2 separate regions of the Sus scrofa genome follow, and region 1 is linked to region 2. The links are chromatin contacts, called in public HiChIP or PLAC-seq maps. All regions are on one chromosome and are shown on one strand. Each heading gives the region's core, a stretch centred on a gene start, on an enhancer-like site or on the middle of the called end of the contact. The rest is flanking DNA. Distances are from core to core; before and after follow the strand shown. Region 1 overlaps RNF157 (RING finger protein 157). Region 2 holds the start of EXOC7 (exocyst complex component 7).

What was found. HiChIP or PLAC-seq counts read pairs in DNA pulled down with a chosen protein or histone mark.
Region 1: an H3K27ac HiChIP or PLAC-seq map of skeletal muscle shows a contact between it and region 2. The contact joins the enhancer-like site here to the promoter of EXOC7 in region 2. A contact is called at or near these places in 2 of 5 promoter capture datasets (both in liver), 15 of 47 Hi-C or Micro-C datasets (alveolar macrophages, blood, embryonic fibroblasts and 7 more) and 2 of 2 datasets of contacts at active chromatin or transcription factors (alveolar macrophages and skeletal muscle).

What each region holds. Positions count from the first base shown.
Region 1 is chr12:5,249,321-5,256,124 of Sscrofa11.1, reverse strand. All of the region lies in intron 2 of RNF157 (RING finger protein 157), which reads right to left. Among named protein-coding and RNA genes, the nearest start is that of RNF157, 27 kb to the right of the region's middle. Within about 2 kb of position 2,149, at least 9 of the 83 cell types and tissues checked have an H3K27ac peak or open chromatin away from gene starts, as enhancers often do. A contact at or near this core is called in fetal skeletal muscle and skeletal muscle, where this site is marked.
Region 2 is chr12:5,329,393-5,336,255 of Sscrofa11.1, reverse strand. It overlaps EXOC7 (exocyst complex component 7), which reads right to left and starts at 4,761. Exons shown (of 20, transcript XM_003357964.4): 1 at 4,604-4,761; 2 at 4,348-4,413; 3 at 2,025-2,209; 4 at 1,724-1,829. The coding sequence starts at 4,663.

The sequences.
Region 1 (6,804 bases), core at 900-3,399, 78 kb after region 2:
TTTTTTATCAGAAGTGAAACCAGACTCCTCATTATATATAGCATCTTGCTTTTTTTAGGCAAACTATGCGGTGGTGGATATATTTTTATCTCAAGGGATACAGATCGACTTTATTTTTGGCTGAATACCGGTTCATCGCCTCGACACGCTATAATTTGTCTAACGAGTCCTGCCCGATGTGCGGGAAGCCCACTGAGGTCAAAAGTGAGTCAGCGCTGCAGTAGAACCCCGAGGGCAGAGGAGACACACGCGCGTGTGAGTTTTCCTTCCCACGGCGGTGCGGAGCCGTGAAGCAGCTGGGCCGCAGCGGAAAAAGGGATGTTGCCAAACTGAACGCCCCCAACAAAAGCCAGCTGCAGCACAATTACAAAGGAAGGAAGAAAGAAAGAAGACAGCAGGCAAAAGGCAAAAAATCCAATCCCACGCACACAGAGGAAAGAGGCCCCCTCTCCGTAGACTTCTGATTGTGCTCTGGACCCCGTTTCGTCCCCCGCCCCCGCCCCCATTCATACGGCAAAGACCAACTCCCAATGTGACGACAGCCGGAGATGGGGCCTTGGGGAGGCCATAAGGGTGAGATGAGGTCCCCAGGAGGGTGGGGTCCCCAAGATGGGATCAGTGGCTTCATGGGAAGAGGAAGAAAGACATCAAGCCTCTCTCTGCCACGTGAAGACACAGGACGAAGGCGTCGTCACCGGCCAGGAAGAGGGACTTCGCCAGCAACCCAATCTGCTGGCGCCTTGGTCTTGGCCTTCCCGGCCTCCAGAAGAACTGTGAGAAATGACTTTCTGATGTTTAGGCCACCGGCCTGCGGTGCTCTGTTACCGCAGCCTGGCTCGAAGGCACGAGATGCTTGTGACCAACCTGTCCGGTTACCCGGGGGCCTGGACACACATGGACCTGCAGACAAAACCCACCCTGAGCATCCCTTCCCCGCCTCGCACGGCCCGCAGCTCTTGAACCTGCCCCGTCCCTGGTTTTGAATGCCACAGTCCTAGTTCAGGCACGTTTCATTCTGAACTACATTAAAATAACGGCTACTTCCTAACGGGTTCCCTGTTTCCTCTTGTTTCCATTCACTCTACTGCTAATTCACTGAGTGGATTTAAAGAGTTAACTTTCTAAAATGAAAACCAAATCATAATTGTTGTCACGGTTTGAATTCTTAAAATATGCCAGCAAGACGGGTCTTTTTAGGGAGTTCCCACTGTGGAATGGTGGGTTAAGGATCTGGTGTTATCTCCATGGTAGCTCAGGTTGCAGTTGCGGCTTGGATTGATCCCTTGCCCAGAAACTTGCATATGCTGCAGGTGCAGCCAAAAAAAAAAAAAGGTATTTTTATAGATGGAGGCTCCAGGATGGCAACAGCGTAACTACACCCCAAAGCTGGTCACTGACGAGCTTCTCCTGACCATGACCTTCTTCCTGCCGTGGACAGAGAACTATAAGCTGCTCAATACGACATTCACGGCCCTTCAAACATGGGCCCAGTTTATCCTTCCAACCTCATCGGCCCCCAGTCCCTTCAGTCCATTTGCGATCTGGAAGCCTGTCATGCATCTTTGCACCTGTGAGCTTCCTCACGTCGCTTGTAAACTGGGCCTTAACGACCTTCCCAATCTCCACCTGGGAATCCTGCTCAACCCTCCAGGTCCAAGTCATCCCTCAGAGCTGGGGCCCTGGGCAGGGGGACCCCACTCATCTGTGCTCCCAGGGTGCCCTGGCCCCATCTTTCTCATAGAATGACCGTGATCCACCACGGTCGGGGGCAACCCGCCCACCCCTCTCAGCCGGAGCTCCTTGAGGCAAGGGCCAACATGTACTCCCAGCTGCCGGCACAACACACGACTCGTAGGTATTTCCTGAACAAATGAATGAACGGCACCCTGGCTGATACAAAACCGGGCGAAATTCTGCTTCCCAGATGAACACATCGCCAAGTTCCTTTCAAGAACTTGGTCTCCCTGCACACCTGTGACTAATAGAGAGTTCAGTTTCCAGGGACTGGGCGTAAGCACAATTTCGGATCTGTCTCCTTTAGAGGAAGAAGGAAAGCCCGCCTTGGTTCTTAAGCCAGCTGAGCAGCCTGGTTGCAGAGAGCGTGAGAAGAGTGTGTGGGGCCTGAGAAAGAACGAACGAGAGGATGTGGAGAATGACCAAAACCGAGCTGCTTCCTCCCAGATGACAGAGATCTGAACGCAGGTAGGGCGAGATACCATCCGATACTCTGACAATCCCGAAGGCACTGAGCCTCGACGTAATTGAGAGCGTGGCAGTAATTTGCCTCAGCAAAATAAGATCTCATGCAATAAAGGGCCAAAACGTCAGCACCAGCTCTTCGCCATCCAGGAAGGGGTGGGATGGCCTTTACCTAACGTTGTACAAGCATGCTGTACAGACACAACAATCTTCTCTCCTCTGTGCAGCGACCAGAGCATAAAGACCTCGAGAAGCCCGGTTCACTGCTTGAGACAGTAAACGAAGAACCAGTATTCTCTCCACCCAGAGCAGTCAACAGCTGCAGAAATAACTAACCTGAGAGGTTAGTGAGTGAGCTAACCTATTTCCTTCCTTCCTTCCTTCCTTCGCTTTTTAGGGCCGCACCCACAGCATATGGAAATTCACCAGGCTAGGGGTCGAATCAGAGCTGCAGCTGCCAGCCTCCACTACAGCCATAGCAACTCAGGATCCGAGCCGCATCTTCGATCTACACCACAGCTCACAGCAACGCCAGATCCTCAACCCCCTGAGCGAGGCCAGGGATCAAATCCGCATCCTCATGGATACTAGTCGGATTTGAATCTGCGGCACCACAAGGGGAACTCCAGCTCCATATTCCTTTCATGCAGCAATTCCAATGCATTTTTCAAGCACGACACTCCTAATAAAGTCAGAATTGCCTCCTCTTTTCAAGAGGGTAATTTGAGAGCCTGAGCGGCAGGCTTGCCAAGGTTGCAAAGCGTTTAAGAGACAGATGTGGGAGTTCCCATCATGGCACGGCGAAAACAAATCCAACTAGCATCCATGCGGATTTGGGTTTGATCCCTGGCCTTGCTCAATGGCTTGGGGATCTGGCGTTGTCCTGAGCTGCGGTGTAGGTCACAGATGTGGCTAGGATCCCAAGTTGCTGTGGCTGTGGTGTAGGTGGGCAGCTATAGTTCCAATTCGATTTGACCCATAGCCTGGGAACATCCATATGCTTCGGGTGCAGCCCTAAAAGGCAATAATAATAATAATAATATGTAAGTAAAACGTGAAATCTTGATTCCAAGTGCTGTTCAGCCATCTTTCTAGATACACACACACACACACACTCTGGTTCTTTAAATCTGACCTGAAGACTTGATAATAAGCTTGACTTGGATGGATTAAGCTAAATGGGAGATCCGCTCAGTGTAACCACTCCCTGGAGTGGTCCTTGTCTTAGTCTGATTATTCAGAAATGACAGGAAATTGGGGTTCCCCTGGTGCCTCTGTGGGTTAAGAATCCAGCATTGTGGCTCAGGTCACAGCTGTGGGTGGGTTTGATCCCAGGCCTGGGACCTTCTGCATGCCACAGGTGTGACCAAAAAAATAAAGAAATGACAACAAATGCCACAAATCCCAGAAGCCAGGGAGTCTATGGCATTTGCATATCCGTGTGTGTGTGTGTCTATATATACACATGGCATCTGGACGTTTCCAGGCTAGGGGTCAAATCAGAGTTGCAGCCACCAGCCTATGCCACAGCCACGTGGGATCCAAGTTGCATCTGTGACTTACACAGCAGCTTATGGCAACACCAGATCCTTAATCCACTGAGTGAGGCCAGGGATTGAACCCACATCCTCATGGATACTAGTTGGGTTCATTACCTCTGAGCCAGGACAGGAACTCCAATACTAGTTAGGTTCTTAACCCGCTGAGCCACAACGGGAACTCCAGCATTTATATTTTAATCTAACAATTCGTTTCAATGTATTTTGTCCCTGCCTCTCTGGGAAGAGGAGCTGTCCTTGCCTGGAGCCGCTGGATGGCTTTATAAGGCTGTTCTCTTTCCTCTGCAACCTGATACCCACTGAGTGACTGCGAGATGCGAGTTCCTGGACAGTGGAGGTCAGCTCTGCAGAACTCAGGCGACAGATCAGCCTTCAATTGCCGGGCCTTCCCCTACGCAAGCTGACACGCAGGAGGTCGGGTCAGCAGGCAGATTTACACCCCAAGCAGGGACTCTCAGGAGAGATTCAGGAGACCATGCCACCGCCCCTGGCTACTTTTGAACGGCTCGTGCGCCGTATCTCACAAACCGCACTTAGGGACCTGCTCCAACGGACCAGCCTGGGATGTGCGCAGGGCTCCCGAGTACCCTTGATCCGACCAGTGGGAAAGGGCCGAGGGCCCCAGGCTCTGGAGCTGGACCCCCAGGGACAAATCCTGACTCAGCCACGTCCAGGCTCTGCAACTTGGTCTCAATTCCATGTGTCTCTTGTTTTCCATCAAATCAGCACCCTCTTCATTAGGGTCGGAGGGCAAAATAAGCTACACGGAGCTTGGAATGACCAGCCAGTGTCAGCTGCTAGTAGCTAAGAAAGATGGAAAGGGAAAGGAAACGTGCTTCAGTTCTTCTGCAGTCAATATTTCTACCTACCTCTTTTTTTTGGCCGCACCCATGGCATACATAAGTTCCTGGGCCGGGGACTGCACCTGCACCACAGCAGGGACAGCACCAGATCCTTAGCCTCTAGGCCACCAAGGGACTCTCTCTACCTACCTCTTTGAATTTACCCTGATTTTCTCTCTTAACATGAAATCATGGTGCCTGGTGTCCTTTGAAAGCATTTGCTCTGTGCAACATTAAGCATGTTTAATGGTTAGTCCACAAAAACAACAACGGAAAGGTCCACGTGGGTGCTCCTTTGGGATAAAGCCTCAAAGTGAAGGCCGAGGTGCTCCGCCACTCACAGGCTCAGACAGGGGGGTGAACGAGAAGGTGAGACTTGGGGAAGGTTTGTCAGCCACAGAAACCTCAAAACGAACCTGAAGAAGCGCTCCCCCTCTTTGGTTCTTGTTTTTCTTTTTTGGCCTCCCCAAGGCACATGGAGCTCCGGGGCCACGGATCAGATTCGAGCCGTAGCTGCGACCTAAGCCACACGTGCAGCCACACTGGGTCCCCGACCCAACGGGGACTGGCTGGGGATCGAACCTGTGTCCTATCACGTCCAAGACACTGCCGATCCTGCTGCCCCATGGCGGGAACTCCAAGTTCACTTGTTTTGCCTTTTTGCCATTTCTTGGGCCACTTCCATGGCATATGGAGGTTCCCAGGCTAGGGGTCAAATCGGAGCTGTAGCCGCCAGCCTACACCACAGCCACAGCAACGCAGGATCCGAGCCGTGTCTGCAACTTACACCACAGCTCACGGCAACACCAGATCCTTAACCCACTGAGCACGGCCAGGGATCGAACCCGCAACCTCATGGTTCCTAGTCGGATTTGTTAACTGCTGAGCCACGACGGGAACTCCCTAAGTTCACTTGTTTTAAAAATCATCTTTATGGACCAAAAAGGTAAAAAACAAAATTTTTAAGTATATAAAACCATTTTGATACTAGAAGAAAAGAAAAGGGGAGAAGCAGCAGACGCCAATGGCAAAAGCCCACTGGAGAAGAAAGGGCGTTTCCTGAGCACGAGCTGACTCCTGGCTAGTGAGAAAGAGTGCTCATCCGGCTCAAACAGGAAAAAAAAAATCTTTTTACTCAAATGGCTAAGGTAGCAATAGCAAAATCAAAGAGCAGATGTTTGATAAGCGTGAGTTATCATAAGTGACTCTGAAGCAGAAAGGACTTGGTAATTTGAAATGAACCACTGGACTCAGGAGGGGACACATGGGGGGGTCACTCCAGATAGAAAGGAAGAAAACAGTGAAAACCACCAACAAAAGTGTTTTAAAGCTCCGGAGGGAAGACCGCCGTCAGATTAACCTTCCTAAAAAACCTAAACCAAAAAACACCCAATTTCTCCGGGACTTTTATCTGCCTACAAATCTTCAACACTCCCCGAGCCTACAGGAGAGTCAGAAGCCTCTGGGAGTGATGGAGCGCCCACCTCCCTCTCTAATCGTGTTTCACCATCAGGAAAGGTCCACTCCCGCCAGACTGGCTTCCTTATTTGTTCCAGGGGACGGACAAACCATGCTCATTTCAGCTCTGCATCCCCAGCACCTATCGCAGCACCTGGAACATCGTAGCGGCTCCATCAACGGTTGCTGATTCAACAGAAACCTGAATGCTTTCCGGCCTGTGCTCTGCCTCACTCCCAGGAAGCCCCTTCCCCGCCCGCCCAGGGAAAACCAGCCATTCGCCAAAGACTCGGTCAACCCCGCTACCTCTTGTCGGCGCCAAGAGCCCAGCACCTGCCCTTGCCACGCTCCTCCCTGCTCTCAAGTCCTACTGAACCCGATCCTTCAGCCCTTTGCTGCTCCGGAAACATTTCCCGTTCCGATGTGTGGTCTGCCCCGCGAAGCAGGCAGTTTCTGGAGGAAGGCGAGATATCGTGAAGCAGTGAGAAGCAGCAGGAAGGTCGCTGATCCGTGGCTAGGCGGATCTAGTTATGGGACTTTGGGAAAACTCTCTGTAAGGCCCTTAGGGCGGGGGCTGGAACACAGTACGCATTTCATAAAGCTGCTGTCGCTGTGGGCCTCTTGGAAGCCCAGTTCTCTTGCGTACCGAAGGGGCGTTATAACAAGCCCTCCGCCAGGTGGGTCTTTACGACGATTCGGAGTAATGGCTGAGACGTCTCTAGGGCCTTCCCTCACACACAGGAGCC
Region 2 (6,863 bases), core at 3,512-6,011:
AAAACAAAAAAACCACCCCATCAAAAAATGGACAGAAGATCTCAACAGACAATTCTCCAAAGAAGACATACAGATGGCCAAAAAACACATGAAAAGGTGTTCAACATCACAAATTATTAGAGAAATGCAAATCAAAACCACTATGAGGTACCACCTTACACCAGCCAGAATGGCCATCATCAAAAAGTCTACAAAAAATAAACGCTGGAAAGGGTGTGGAGAAAAGGGAACCTTATTACAATGTTGGTAGGAATGTAAATTGGTGCAACCACTGTGGAAAACAGTATGGAGATGCCTCAGAAAACTAAAAGCAGAATTACCATTTGATCCAGCAATCCCACTCCTGGGCATCTATCCAGAGAAAACCATGACTTGAAAAGATACATGTACTTCACTGTTCACTGCAGCACTATTTTCAATAGCCAAGACATGGATACAACCTAAATGTCCATCGACAGAGGAGTGGATAATGAAGATGTGGTATATACACCATGGAATATTGCTCAGCCGTTAAAAGGAAAGAAATAATGCATCTGCAGCAACATGGATGGACCTAGAAATGGTCATGCTAAGTGAAGTCAGTCAGACGGTGAGACACCCACATCAAATGCTCTCACTTACGTGTGGAATCTAAAAAAAGCACACAATGAACTTCTTTGCAGAACAGACACTGACTCACAGACTGAAAAACTTAGGGTTTCCAAAGGAGGCAGGGTGGGGGTGGGGGATGGGCTGGGGGTTTGGGATGGAAATGCTATACAATCCGGTTGTGATGATCACGGCGCAACGATAAATGTAATAAAATTCACTGAGTAATTTTTAAAAAATAAATTAAAAAAAAGAAGAGTGATGATGGCCAGGGTTGAGGGAGAGGAGAAAGGGAGCTATTGTTGAATGGCTACTGAGTTTCAGTCTGAGATGATGAGAAGAATTCTGGAGATGGTTGTACAAAAATGTGACTGTAGTCCATGTCACTGAATTATTCACCGAAAAATGGATAAAATGGTAATTTTTTTTTCTTTTTGGCTGTGTCTGAGACATGTGGAAGTTCCCAGGCCAGGGGTCGATCCTGCTATACAGCAGCAACCTGAGCTGCTGCAGTGACAACACCAGATCCTTAACCTGCTTCGCCACAAGGGAACTCCCCAAGATGGCAAATGTGAGGTATTTTTTGCTACAATAAAAAAAAAAACCAATGCATTTATAAAAATCAAAGGTTAAGGAGTTCCCGTCGTGGCGCAGTGGTTAACGAATCCGACTAGGAACCATGAGGTTGCGGGTTCGGTCCCTGGCCTTGCTCAGTGCGTTAAGGATCTGGCATTACTGTGAGCTGTGGTGTAGGTCGCAGACATGGCTCAGATCCCGTGTTGCTGTGGCTCTGGCGTAGGACGGCGGCTATAGCTCCGATTCGACCCCTGGCCTGGGAACCTCCATATGTCATGGGAGCAGCCCTAGAAATGGCGAAAAGACAAAAAAAAAAAAAAAAAAACCAAATGTTAACTGTATACTGCATATATAACATAATTTAAATTATTAAAATGTAATGGAAAGGTCTATCTGTAATTCCTGAGATGGAGCTCTGAGTGCCCACCATGCGTGTCGTATACTCTATGTTTCTGTTCTATCTCTTACATTCTCCTTTAAGCTGATCCAGGGTCTCTCCTGAGACCATGGCAGGGACTGGTGTCCCCAAACCTGTCACATCACTCTGCTGGCCTCTTACCACTTTGTTGAGCTCTGGGCTGTCTGGGCTGTTGTCCTGGAAATACTCCACAGCCTTCTGAATCTTGGCCATGCTTCCCAGGTACTCCTCCAGCCTCCCTGTGGGGCTGGAAAGGAAAAGAGCTGGATCAGCCTGGGCAGGTGGAAGATGAAGAGGGAGGGCCCCAGGAATGATACCTGGACAGGGGAGAAGAGAATTCACCCAGGCGACCCAAGGTTCAAATACGTTCTACCCCCCCTTCCAAGGCCTGGGGTGGCTGGCCCGGAGGCGTTAGGCAGGTGACCCTCCGGCCCTGGCTCACCCCTCCCTGATGATCCTCTCAGTGTCACTGGCCACATGGTAGTAGCTAATGACGTGGTCCAGACAGGACAGCGTCTTCTCAACATTCTCCTGCAGCCGCTGCAGGTTCTCCGTCTGTTTGTGCACGGGGATGATGGAATTCTCCAGCTTCATGAGGCGACTCTCAAAGGACGACAGGATAGACACCTGCAGGGGGAGGGCAGCCCCGTGCTCGCAGACCGCCGGGTGGTCCCCAAGCCGCTTCTGCCACCCACCGGGTCTTTGGCATTTGCTGCCTTTTTCTACGGTTTTCTAGACAACCAGGCCCATGAGGGAAGGGACGGGGGACATCTCTTCCCCACTGAATCCCCAGCAGCTACCGCGTGCCCGGCACACAGGAGGTAGCCCACATCAATTAATGTGAAGGCAAGCCAGGCATGAAATTAATTCCTCCGCAGATAATCACTTCAGAATGCTTCTCGTCCACCCTCCGAAGCCAAAGCTCAATTTCTATTCTCTCTGGAGCGTTCTAGACTGAACAGGAAGTAGTTTCATACAGAGTAGCCTCAAATGCATTGCTGGTACCTTCCTAACCCTTTCTAAGGGTGAATCTCATTAAATAAGAACTAGCAGGAGTTCCCGTGATGGCGCAGTGGTTAACGAATCTGACTAGGAACCATGAGGTTGCGGGTTCGGTCCCTGCCTTGCTCAGTGGGTTAAGGATCCGGCGTTGCCATGAGCTGCGGTGTAGGTCGCAGATGAGGCTGGGATCTGGTGTGGCTGTGGCTGTGGCTGTGGGTAGGCCAGCAGCTGCAGCTCCGATTCGACCCCTAGCCTGGGAACCTCCATGTGCCACAGGAGCGGCCCTAGAAAAGACAAAAAGAAAAAAAGAAAGAACTAGCAGTTGCTGACTGTGTTACTAAACAGCCTATGTTTTTCCAGTCTCCTCTAGGAATAAGGAAGAAACTCATACTTATTGACACGTCCCTTTGCACTAGCTTCTGTGACCTTCAGAGCTATGGGAGGCTGGCATCATCTCTGTTTCAGCTGACAAGTTAACTGAGGATCAGAGTTACCTGTCAGCAAGCTATACGCGGACAAGTGGAGGGGCAAGGACTAGATCCCAGATCTGACTTCAGAGCTCATTTTACCCCTCAAGCCCTCTGGAGTGAAAGGTGAGTCAGTAATCTCAGAAGGGGTAACCTGCCACTCCTGGGCATCTATCCAGAGAAAACCATGACTCGAAAAGATACTTGTACTCCAATGTGCACTGCAGCACTATACACAATAACCAAGACATGGAAACAACCTAAATGTCCATGGACAGAGGAGTGGATAACGAAGATGTGGTACATATACACCATGGAATATTACTCAGCCGTTAAAAGGAAAGAAAGAACGGCATTTGCAACAACATGGATGGACCTAGAAATGATCATGCTACGTGAAGTGAGTCAGACAGTGAGACACCCACATCAAATGCTCTCACTTATGTGTGGAATCTAAAAAAAGCACACAATGAACTTCTTTGCAGAACAGATGCTGACTCGCAGACTTGGAAAAACTTACGGTTGCCAAAGGAGACAGGTTGGGGGTGGAGGGATGGGCTGGGGGTTTGGGATGGAAATGCTATAAAATTTGGTTGTGATGATCGTTGTACAACTATAAACGTAATAAAATTCACTGCGTTAAAAAAAAAAAAAAATGGAGTTCCCGTCGTGGCGCAGTGGTTAACGAATCCGACTAAGAACCAGGAGGTTGCGGGTTCGGTCCCTGCCCTTGCTCAGTGGGTTAACGATCCGGCGTTGCCGTGAGCTGTGGTGTAGGTTGCAGACGCGGCTCGGATCCCGCGTTGCTGTGGCTCTGGCGTAGGCCGGTGGCTACAGCTGCGATTGGACCCCTAGCCTGGGAACCTCCATATGCCGCGGGAGCGGCCCAAGAAATAGCAACAATAACAACAACAACAACAAAAACAAAAAGACAAAAGACAAAAAAAAAAAAAAAGAAGTGGTAACCTGGCCATCCTACCCTCACTTGAATTGAGGGTGACACATGGCCAGCATCCAACCCACTTAGGTCAGTCTCACTAAGTGTTTGCAGAGGAGAGAAGGAAGCATGGAGAACTTAGGCAGAGATCAGAAAGTCCAGGCCAGCGGGGACTGCAGCATCTGAGGCCAAGGGGCTGACAAGGGGTAAGAGACGTGCCACACTGCTGCGGGAGAAACCCACGCGTCACGGCTGTCACTACCCAGACCAGAACCCCAGCCCTTAGGTCCAGGCACGACCGGGTCGCAGGGTCTCCTCCAGCGCCTGGAAGCCCCCCCAGCTGAGGAGGGGTTACTCACCATGTTCTTGGTGAGCTGGTCGCTCTTCTCCAGACTGTCTCGGATGAAGGACAGCGTCTCCTCCTCCTGGGGGGAGCGCAAAGGAGGACATCACCAGAAGCCGGAGGCTAAAGGAGCTCACCGCTCCCGTGGTCTCGCCCCCTACTCAGTCTCCTGGCAGGGAGTGTCCCCTTCCCACTCCTGACGCCTCCCTGAGTGGATGCCTGGCCCGGATCTCGGCCCCTTCCCCTCCCCCGCCTCCCAGTGCCAGCCCCACCTGCTTCAGCTTGTCCTCGATCTCCCGCCGCCGGGCGGACGCCTCCTGCGGGGGGATCATGGCTTCGACTCTGCGACTCCCACTGCCCAGTACCTCGTCCCAGCTGACCCTCTCGGCTCCCGTTCCTGTCACACCTACTTCCGCCCGTGGCCCCGCCCCGGGGCGCGCTAGTGGTGCCATATTGGGAGTGGCAGGTGGAAGTGCGCCTGCGTAGAACTCAGTACAGCGGTCTGGAGTGGCCATCTTGAGTGTGGCAGGGAGGTGTGGCCTGGATTCTCCTAGGTGAAGGGATTGCTGTTCTCATCAGAGAAGGTTCTTGGGTGGTGTTTTGTCCTGTCGCTGGCAGAACAGTAACAGCTCACTTGGCCGTCTTCGGGGGAAGGTTTACGCCTTTCACAAAATCAATGACGAACTCCTTTCTCCAGATCGAAGTCTGAATCCAGGCACCAATGTCGCCTTTCCCACAAAACGCAGCACAGAGCTTGTCACACACTAGATACCCAATTGTGCCCATTTAATGAACCAAGGACCTGTGTAGTGTCCCTCTTTGGCCCTAAAAGCTCACGGAACAGGCCCAGTGTGCAAGTAACTAGGTTTTGCAGTGGATCCAGAGCATACGTACCTGCAGTAACCTTGAACCAGTCCCCTACCCTCTCCCAACCCCACCCCCGGCCACGCCCCCAAGCTGTATTTAGAGGAGACCCCGCCAAGGAGTTGAGACATTCCGGCAGCCGCAGGAACCAAGGCTTTCTGATTTCCTCCAAGGCCCGTGAGAAATGCTCCCCGTGTGTCTGAATGCATGCATGCCTCAGTCTCTCCCTAAGGACACCACCACCCTGGGCCCCAAGCCCTTAGACAGGTCTCAGATCTCTCAGGCTTCGCCTTGCACTGTTTGCAGACTTATAGTTCTCTACCCACAGCCTGGTCCTCACCAACCCCGCCAGTAAAACCACACAGCCCTCTCCAAAGCAGACACCCTGGCCGGGCTGGGTGGCTCACAAGTCAGGATTATGGTTTCAGATGCTGTTGGGGCCATGGGTGAGCACTCTGTCCCCGACCCCGAGCCTGGGAACCTCCATATACTGTGGGTGCGGCCCTAAAAAGACCAAAAGAAGAAAAATTAAATAAATAAATAAAAGAATGAAAAGACCAGTTTCGGTGATTCCCAGCCCAATGTCAGGCACATGCTGTTGGCAGTGGACACTGATTTGGTAAAAGCTGTGATTCCCTAACTATACTCAGCACAAGCTGCTTCAGCCAAAGGAGAAAGCGGTGTTTCAGCTGCAGCCTCGGTTGCTTGGCTTTCATTCCCAAACTTGTTCAGAGCACAAATGTGAGGGTCGCCTAGAGGCCCCAACTGCCCAACTCTCAGGGATGCTCTTTCTGGGGGGTGGGGGATAGGGAGGAAGCAAGAGCTTGCTCCCTTCACAGCCTGTTTTTTTTTGGGGGGGCGGCCCCTGCACCTGTAGCATATGGAGGTTCCCAGGCTAGGGGTCCAATCAGAGCTACAGCTGCTGGCCTACATCACAGCCACAGCAACGCAGGATCCCAGCCTCATCTGCGACTACACCACAGCTCACGGCAATGCCAGATCCTTAACCCACTGATCGAGGCCAGGGATTGAATTTGCGTCTTCATGGATGCTAGTCGGATCCGTTTCCACTGAGCCACGATGGGAACTCCTCACACACTGTTCTTTAGTTTGGTAACTTCCTAGTTCCATTATAAGAAAGAAAAACTATAATCCAATATCTCTCATGAATACAAATGCAAAAATACTCAAAATGTTAGCAAATAGAATCCAACATGTATAAAAATAAAGTATACATCATGACTACATGGGATTTATTTCAAGTGTGTAAGGCTGGTTCAACATTTGAAAATAAACTAAGATAATCCATCACATGAACAAGCTAAAGAAGAAAAATTATAAGATCCTCCTCCTGCTTTTCTTTTCTTTTAATGTTTACAACATGGAGCCATCTGCATTTTTTTTCTTGGGTGGACACCCAATTGTCCCAATATCATTTCTTCAATAATTAGTCAACCACTAGTTTAAATGCTACCTGTATCATAAATAAGTCCCCATAAGTATTTACGGTATATTCTGTTCAAATGAACTGTTTTTACCTAATTCAGCACCAGTACCAAACCAATTAAGGCCATATAGCTTTATGACTTAATTATATTTATTTTAATATTTGTTGGAGATATTCTTCCTTGGCCCTTTTTTTTTTTTCTCAAAATAAACAAACAACTT